Regions from separate parts of the Gossypium hirsutum genome. Here region 2 is linked to region 1. A link is a contact called in public Hi-C data. All regions are on one chromosome and are shown on one strand. Each heading gives the region's core, a stretch centred on a gene start, on an enhancer-like site or on the middle of the called end of the contact. The rest is flanking DNA. Distances are from core to core; before and after follow the strand shown. Region 1 holds the start of LOC107887251. Region 2 holds the start of LOC107887250 (GATA transcription factor 21).

Region 1 (3,234 bases), core at 303-2,802:
TTCACTATAACTAACAGAAGCCTGGTTGGGACTTCCATGACCGCTATCGCGAAGCTTTTCATGTTTCTTCTTTGAGTTATTATGCTTCTCTGGTTCTGAAGGAACTGAATCCTGGTGAAACATACAACTCAGTTAGATGGACATCTCTGTCATTCTAAATATCCATATGAAATGAACATTAAGAAAACTTGAGGCTTTTGTCAGTGAAGAGAAAAAGGGTTTTTAGTGTAATGCTAAGTAACCCTTAACTGTGCTCTTTTGCTTCTGAATAGAATAACTTCTGTCTCTGTTGTCGATATCAAATTTGGCATCCTTGGGGTTGTTTAAGGGGACAGACAGTTGACTGGCTTCACTATAACTAACAGAAGCATTTTTGGGACTTCCATGACCACTATTGCAAAGCTCTTCATGTTTCTTCTTCAGTGCAGATTCCCTCTGAAAATGATCTTAGAAATATATAACTTAGTAGCGCCACGGAAAGGAATAAGGTTTATCAGGATACCATAGGCATGCATTTTATCAAACAGCTTAATGCAGTGCATCCCATATTCTGGCTGATGGTTTAATGCACACATAAAAGGAATCTTGTATGATCAGTCATTTATTGCATCAAAAGCAAAGCAAGGGAAAAAGAATACCATTATCCGAATTTGCTGGCGCTCTTCTTCATTGAGGAAAAACTGCAACTTCATATGAGCATGCCCACCTCCTTCAAGGGGAAATATGTCATCCCAAACACCTTTCTCAACCACCAATCTGGTTTCAAGTCCTGCCCCATGCCATATCTTTTTCACTCAGACTAACTCTTAATATTCTAAATGCTTATGGAAAATGAAAAGGCACAAACCTGTATGAGAAATCTCGTTTCCCTCTGCATCTTGTATTGTTATAATCAAGTTGTCACGAAGGGTTGTCAATGGACTGTGCAATAGCAAAACATGTTGGAATTCAATAGCAAAATTCACAACTTTAAAACACAGCAAAATCAAAGGATGTCAAAACAATGTTTAGAGTCATTACAATGAGAATTCCCCTTTGTCCCAAGTCTGGTACTCTATTTTTCCCTTGGAAACTGCGTTATGAAGATGAACTCACTGGTAAAATTTTCTTCTCACAGTGTATAGAATATAGCCATTCAAGATAAGAAAATTTGGACAAGAAAATGTTGATTGGTTTACCTTTTATTGATACTTTTGATGATGATGATGATGATAATGATGATGAATGGAGACCCTTGAAATCCAGAACTGAAATGAATTCAATGAGGGAAGTCTTGAAAAAGGAGTATGAACTTCAACTACCATATTGGAATTACAGTTAAGACAAAACTTGATACCTGAAACTTGGATGGTTCCTGGCATTTGAGAGAAATCTTTTCTGTGAGACTAGAAAAGCAGAGATGATGATGATAAGAGAGATTAACCAGTGACTAAAACTAGCATTATCATGCCAAATTTGATAATTTGAAAGGATGGCTTAAAAGGAAAACATTGTTTATCAGGAAGAGGACGTTTTCTGGATATGAATGTGTATAACATATGTATGCTCAATTTTTTTCAAAAGAAATTCATATTGAAAAAAAATACATATGTGGCTGGACTTGAAGGAAAGGTTACATAAAGGACCCCACTACTTCAAAATTATTTATGGCTCATCTATAAAGCAGGGAAATGGGGGCAGTCGATCTCTATCCTTTGTCTCACATAAAGCCAATCGGTCCAGTTGCTTGCTGGCCCTTATTACCCTCTATCAAGGCAACTAACATAGCAGGAGCAATAAGTAACCATCTCTCTCTCTATATTTTGGGGAAAAAAGGGAATATGGGTTTAGATTAGACAAACCCATAGAGATTGCATGAATAAATTGCTTGAAAACAGCCTTATCTTCAAATCTTTTCTTGATTTTCTTCAGGATCATTAGGTTTGAGTTTTCCATTCTCTGCTGATATTCAGGAATGGAGTCCAAAACCTTCAAAGATAGTGCAACAACTGGAAAAGATTGGTGGTTTGTCATTACCTCATGGAGTTGTCTCTGGAGCAAAAGATAAATCTTCTTTTGTTTCACTCTGTTTGTTATCCGCATTGCTTCAACCCTTCTTCCTTCCTTGCCTTTGCAAACATATATGCTGCAACAGGAAGAAAGAAGGTCAGACAATCTATGTTACTGGGACCTAAATGTAAGTGTCACATACACATGTATGTTCTATTTTTTTAAAGCTTTTGATAGTACTTGGAATGTATTGTGAGTTAAAAATAAACATTTCAATAAAAATGAAGGATTAGAATAACATAACTACTCGAAAATCAAGCAAAGCAAAGAGGGAAATGAATAATCTCTTTGTTGAGAATGACTTCTAAAAGTTTAAATAATAAACAATTCATTCAAAATTATTAACAGCAAATTTTGAGAATAAAAAGGAAAGACGAAAAAGTTTTGGACGTAAGACATGAAGAACTGAAAGAAAATTAAATTAAACATATTTGACGAGAAGAACACAATTTTCATATCATATAAGTTTTGTGTTAATTACATATAGCTAAATTGTAAACTTAATTGTGGTTATTATTATTATTATTTTATAAAGATGAAATTATCACCCTTATCATTTAAATTTTTAACTAGTATAATTTTATCAATAGAAATTTTTTCTATGAAAATTGTTGGTGGGTTAGAAATTAATTTATCGTTAAAAGATATTCAAAGTAATAATATAGACATTAAAAAGACAAGACCAATCGAAAAACAAAGTACAATGTGATATTATATTTGGTAAAAATTAAAATTAAAAAACTATCTTTTATTATTAAAAATAAATGAAGTTTTCATTGTCAAGAATAAGGGATATTTGAAAACAACATATCTCACATTATTAAATGTGGATTTGGATTTGGATGGACGGTGCGTTTTCTTGCGGTTAGTATAAAAATAACAATGACAGTGAAATTAGATACTGTAACGATACTGTAACGTAAGACAAGAAGTAAACTAAACGCACTGCACTGCATGCCCTCGCCTATCCAAACCTACCCTTAGTCAAGTCTTTAAATTTTTACTTATAAGCTGTAACAAGCCAATAAATTTGTTAATGTTTATTGAGAGGATTGACTCAAATTGTTGAATTTGCTCCCTTGAGTGCACAATTTTTCTAATAATATTAAAAACAAATAATATAAAAATTATTTCATTTTTAAACCATTTTTAAATATTTTTAATAATATAAAATTTTAAAATAAC
Region 2 (3,234 bases), core at 415-2,914, 150 kb after region 1:
CAAACATTGCTGTTTTTTGTTTCCCTCACACCAATTTCATATCTTAATTTCCTTGAAACTCAGACATACAAACTCAGTTACTATAACATTATTATTAAAGCTAATTAAGAATAAAACCAACAACATAAAAGCTAGGCTAGCGACTTTGAGAAATTCAACCATGAACAAGTCCATATGATAAGGCCATCAGTAGGATCGCGGCTTCTTTCTCATCCTGAGGGAAAACTCCATGAAAAGCCGAGCTCTTGCTCAATATTATCCTCAAGTCCTCAAAACAAAGCTTGTTTCTACCTTGGGATTGGGAACTGAGTTTGCACTTTTTGTTCTTTAACTTTGCAACACAACCATTACTTGATCTCTTGGCCTTGTTTTGAACCTTATTCTTCATGCTTGTCGTTGTCTCAGTTGCAACAATAGTTCCATTGGACGCTGTTGCCGCTGCCGCTGCAGCCATTGCTCGTCTCGCTTTTCTTTGTCGAATTCCGCAGGCGTTGCAAAGAGACTGCAGTGCGACCAAAAGGTGAAAAACAGAAAAAAAAAAAAAGTCAATTAATTATCTCAAAAGTTATGTAGCAATTGTATAGGGTATTGATTAGAAACGAGTGGAAATTCAACTATACCTTGGGACCTCTAGGGCCACTCCTCCAAAGAGGAGTCTTAGTTGTGTTGCAATCAGCACAAACCCTACTTGGATTGTTGTTGATATCATTATTGTAGGAAGAGTTGCAGCTGTTATCTGGAGATGGTGAGGGCTGATTCTGAAGCTTCTGGTCTTCGATTTTCGGCGAAGAGCTTTTCGATAAATCGGTGTGATGGGAACTCATCATCTTCCTCAAAATCCTCAGCTTTGAAGGCATCCACTTAGTAGAACTGTCCTCATGGTGATGATCACTTTCGACCCTTTCTTCTTTTTTCCATAATGATAACTTGAGTCCGCAGTCACTGTTCTCCAATGCCCCTTCTTTTGAAACATATATCTTAGCCTAAACAAAATGATCATATCATAACCCTAAGTGATCATCACATTAAATTTTAATAAAATAAAAGAGTGAAGTGGTAATTATAATATCACCTGATCTTGAAACTCCTGGGGTTCCCTTTGACAAGAACCTGCTCCTAGGTGATGAACAGTTGAGGAAGAAGAAGAGGAAGAAGGTTGAGATTTAAAGGTAAAAAGGTAGTGGTGTTGGTGTTGATCATCTTCGTTAAGGTTAAAAGGAAAAGGATAAAGGGATGAATAGCAATTACTAGAAGACATTAGGGAGAGAGATCAGGTGATGAACAGCAATGATATGTTGTTGGTGTTGTCCAGTAAAGGTGGAGGATCGAAAAAAAAAAGGCAAAGAAAAAAAGGTGGGGTATTATGCTATTGAAGGGTAAACCAGTTTAGAGAGAGAGGGAGAGCAAAGAAATAACAGGTTCACGTGATTTGATATATATGAGAGACCTGAACCAACATGTTTAAAAAAGACAAAAAGGAAATAAAAGGAGAAGTATGGAATGCTATGCTACTGCTCCATCCTATTCAGAAATATTTAAAGGAATAATAATAAATTTAAAAAAACCCTATCTGCAGGAATTTTTTACTCACCTTTTGATGTCATTTCGAAAGAACAGAAAAGATAGACTTCTTTCAATATTTCATGATAGCCACACAAATTATTCATATAATATTTCATTAATTTAAACATATAAAACAAAAATTGATCCCAATTGTGATCTTCTCACATATTGTGACCTTCATGTTAGTTAGTACTATATACAATATATATAATTTATTGACCCAAAAAATCTGATCATCTTCACACAATTTCTAATCTTAATTACAAGTATTATAATAACACAATATAATTTAATTTCTCTATGAATCTTTATTAAACTGTAAATTAGCATTATGGTGAACCATAGGATTAAATTGGTTAAACCTTTTTCTTTTCTAGTATATACCTAGAATTTGCTAGTAAGATGACAGATATGGTGACGCATGATACAGTCAGAGAATACAAAGAGCATTATATCTTCAGATATATATAATTCTATATGAGGGAATATTTTATATAAGGAAAATTGGAGCATGCGGTGCATACATAAATATGAGTACTAGAAGAGAAGGGCTACAGTTTTCATGAGAAAGACATATATGTATACATGTGATATATCTCCATTCTTCACTACCTTAGTCTTGCCAAAAAACATTCAATGCATTGTTCAGGCAAGAGACAAATGCAGCACCCCACAACTTTGCCAATTGCCATAATCATGAATCTTAGAATTAATACATGTTGTTTCACCACTGACGATATCATGCTCCTTATATAATTTCATTTTTACATATAACTATACATACACATTTCCCTTTCACCTAGGAAACGTTTAGATATATATTAGAAGGCAGGCAGCTGACCATATATCATTTGTATATCATTTGTTAAAATTGAGAAAAAGAAAACAAAATATTTAGGCTAGTTAAGCAACAAAGATAGTTCTATCTTTGAAATATTTAGAGTTGTTGAGATATATTTGAGGAAGTGCCCACTTCTTTTATTACTGCAACAATTAGCAATTTGTCATATTAGAAGATTGATAATTTATTGAACCATATCTTTAAGTTGAGCTAAGATTGTGGATTATATTTAGCTCATCAATGAAGATCATATTACTTGGAGGAAACCTATTTGAAGAATTAGATCGGATCAAGTCTATTTAATCCATTGCATTGAGGAAGTTGGATTGGATCAAACTACATCTATGTTACCTTTATTATTATTATTATTATTATTAAGCTATTTTAGCTACATTTTAGAAAGGACTGTGATTGATCTACATTATGTTAGCAGGTCTCGAAAACACTATATGATTAAGAGACATGTATAGGTTGATGTACTTTTATTGAAAGCGCTTAATCTACTCAAGTGAGGAACATTATCTTGTAAGAGTGGATTTGATTGTAAAACCTATGTGTTGTGGTTTTACAAGTTAAGTTCTCAGAGGGAGAATTTAGTAGTGAAAGTTCTAATTAATCTTCAAAGGTACAACAGTAAGGAAATTTTCACTAAGGTGTGATAAGTTTAAAACAACTGGTTATAAGTGTCTGAAGATAGTGAATACTTCTCATTGAGCTAGGCTTTACAGATGTAAAAAAATGTAATTGAGTAAACAAACTTTGTTTTCCCCTATTTACTTTGTATTTTCGCAGTGCTTGCAAAATGCCAACTTCCCCTGTTACGTTTATTA

The links. Hi-C and Micro-C count contacts between places; a contact is called where the count stands out from the background.
Region 2: a contact with region 1 is called in a Hi-C map of leaf, with 2.7 times the contacts expected there. The contact joins the promoter of LOC107887250 here to the promoter of LOC107887251 in region 1. A contact is called at or near these places in 7 of 34 Hi-C or Micro-C datasets (callus, hypocotyl and leaf).

What each region holds. Positions count from the first base shown.
Region 1 is chrA06:17,950,004-17,953,237 of Gossypium_hirsutum_v2.1, forward strand. It overlaps LOC107887251, which reads right to left and starts at 1,553. Exons shown (of 13, transcript XM_016811440.2): 1 at 1,337-1,553; 2 at 1,179-1,247; 3 at 1,021-1,072; 4 at 848-921; 5 at 639-769; 6 at 250-435; 7 at 1-111. The coding sequence starts at 1,361. It overlaps LOC121230446, which reads left to right and starts at 1,671. Exons shown (of 2, transcript XM_041115273.1): 1 at 1,671-1,779; 2 at 1,912-2,287. The coding sequence starts at 1,671. The coding sequence ends at 2,174.
Region 2 is chrA06:18,104,617-18,107,850 of Gossypium_hirsutum_v2.1, forward strand. LOC107887250 (GATA transcription factor 21) reads right to left here and starts at 1,665. Exons shown (of 3, transcript XM_016811439.2): 1 at 1,073-1,665; 2 at 621-983; 3 at 1-502. The coding sequence starts at 1,258. The coding sequence ends at 155.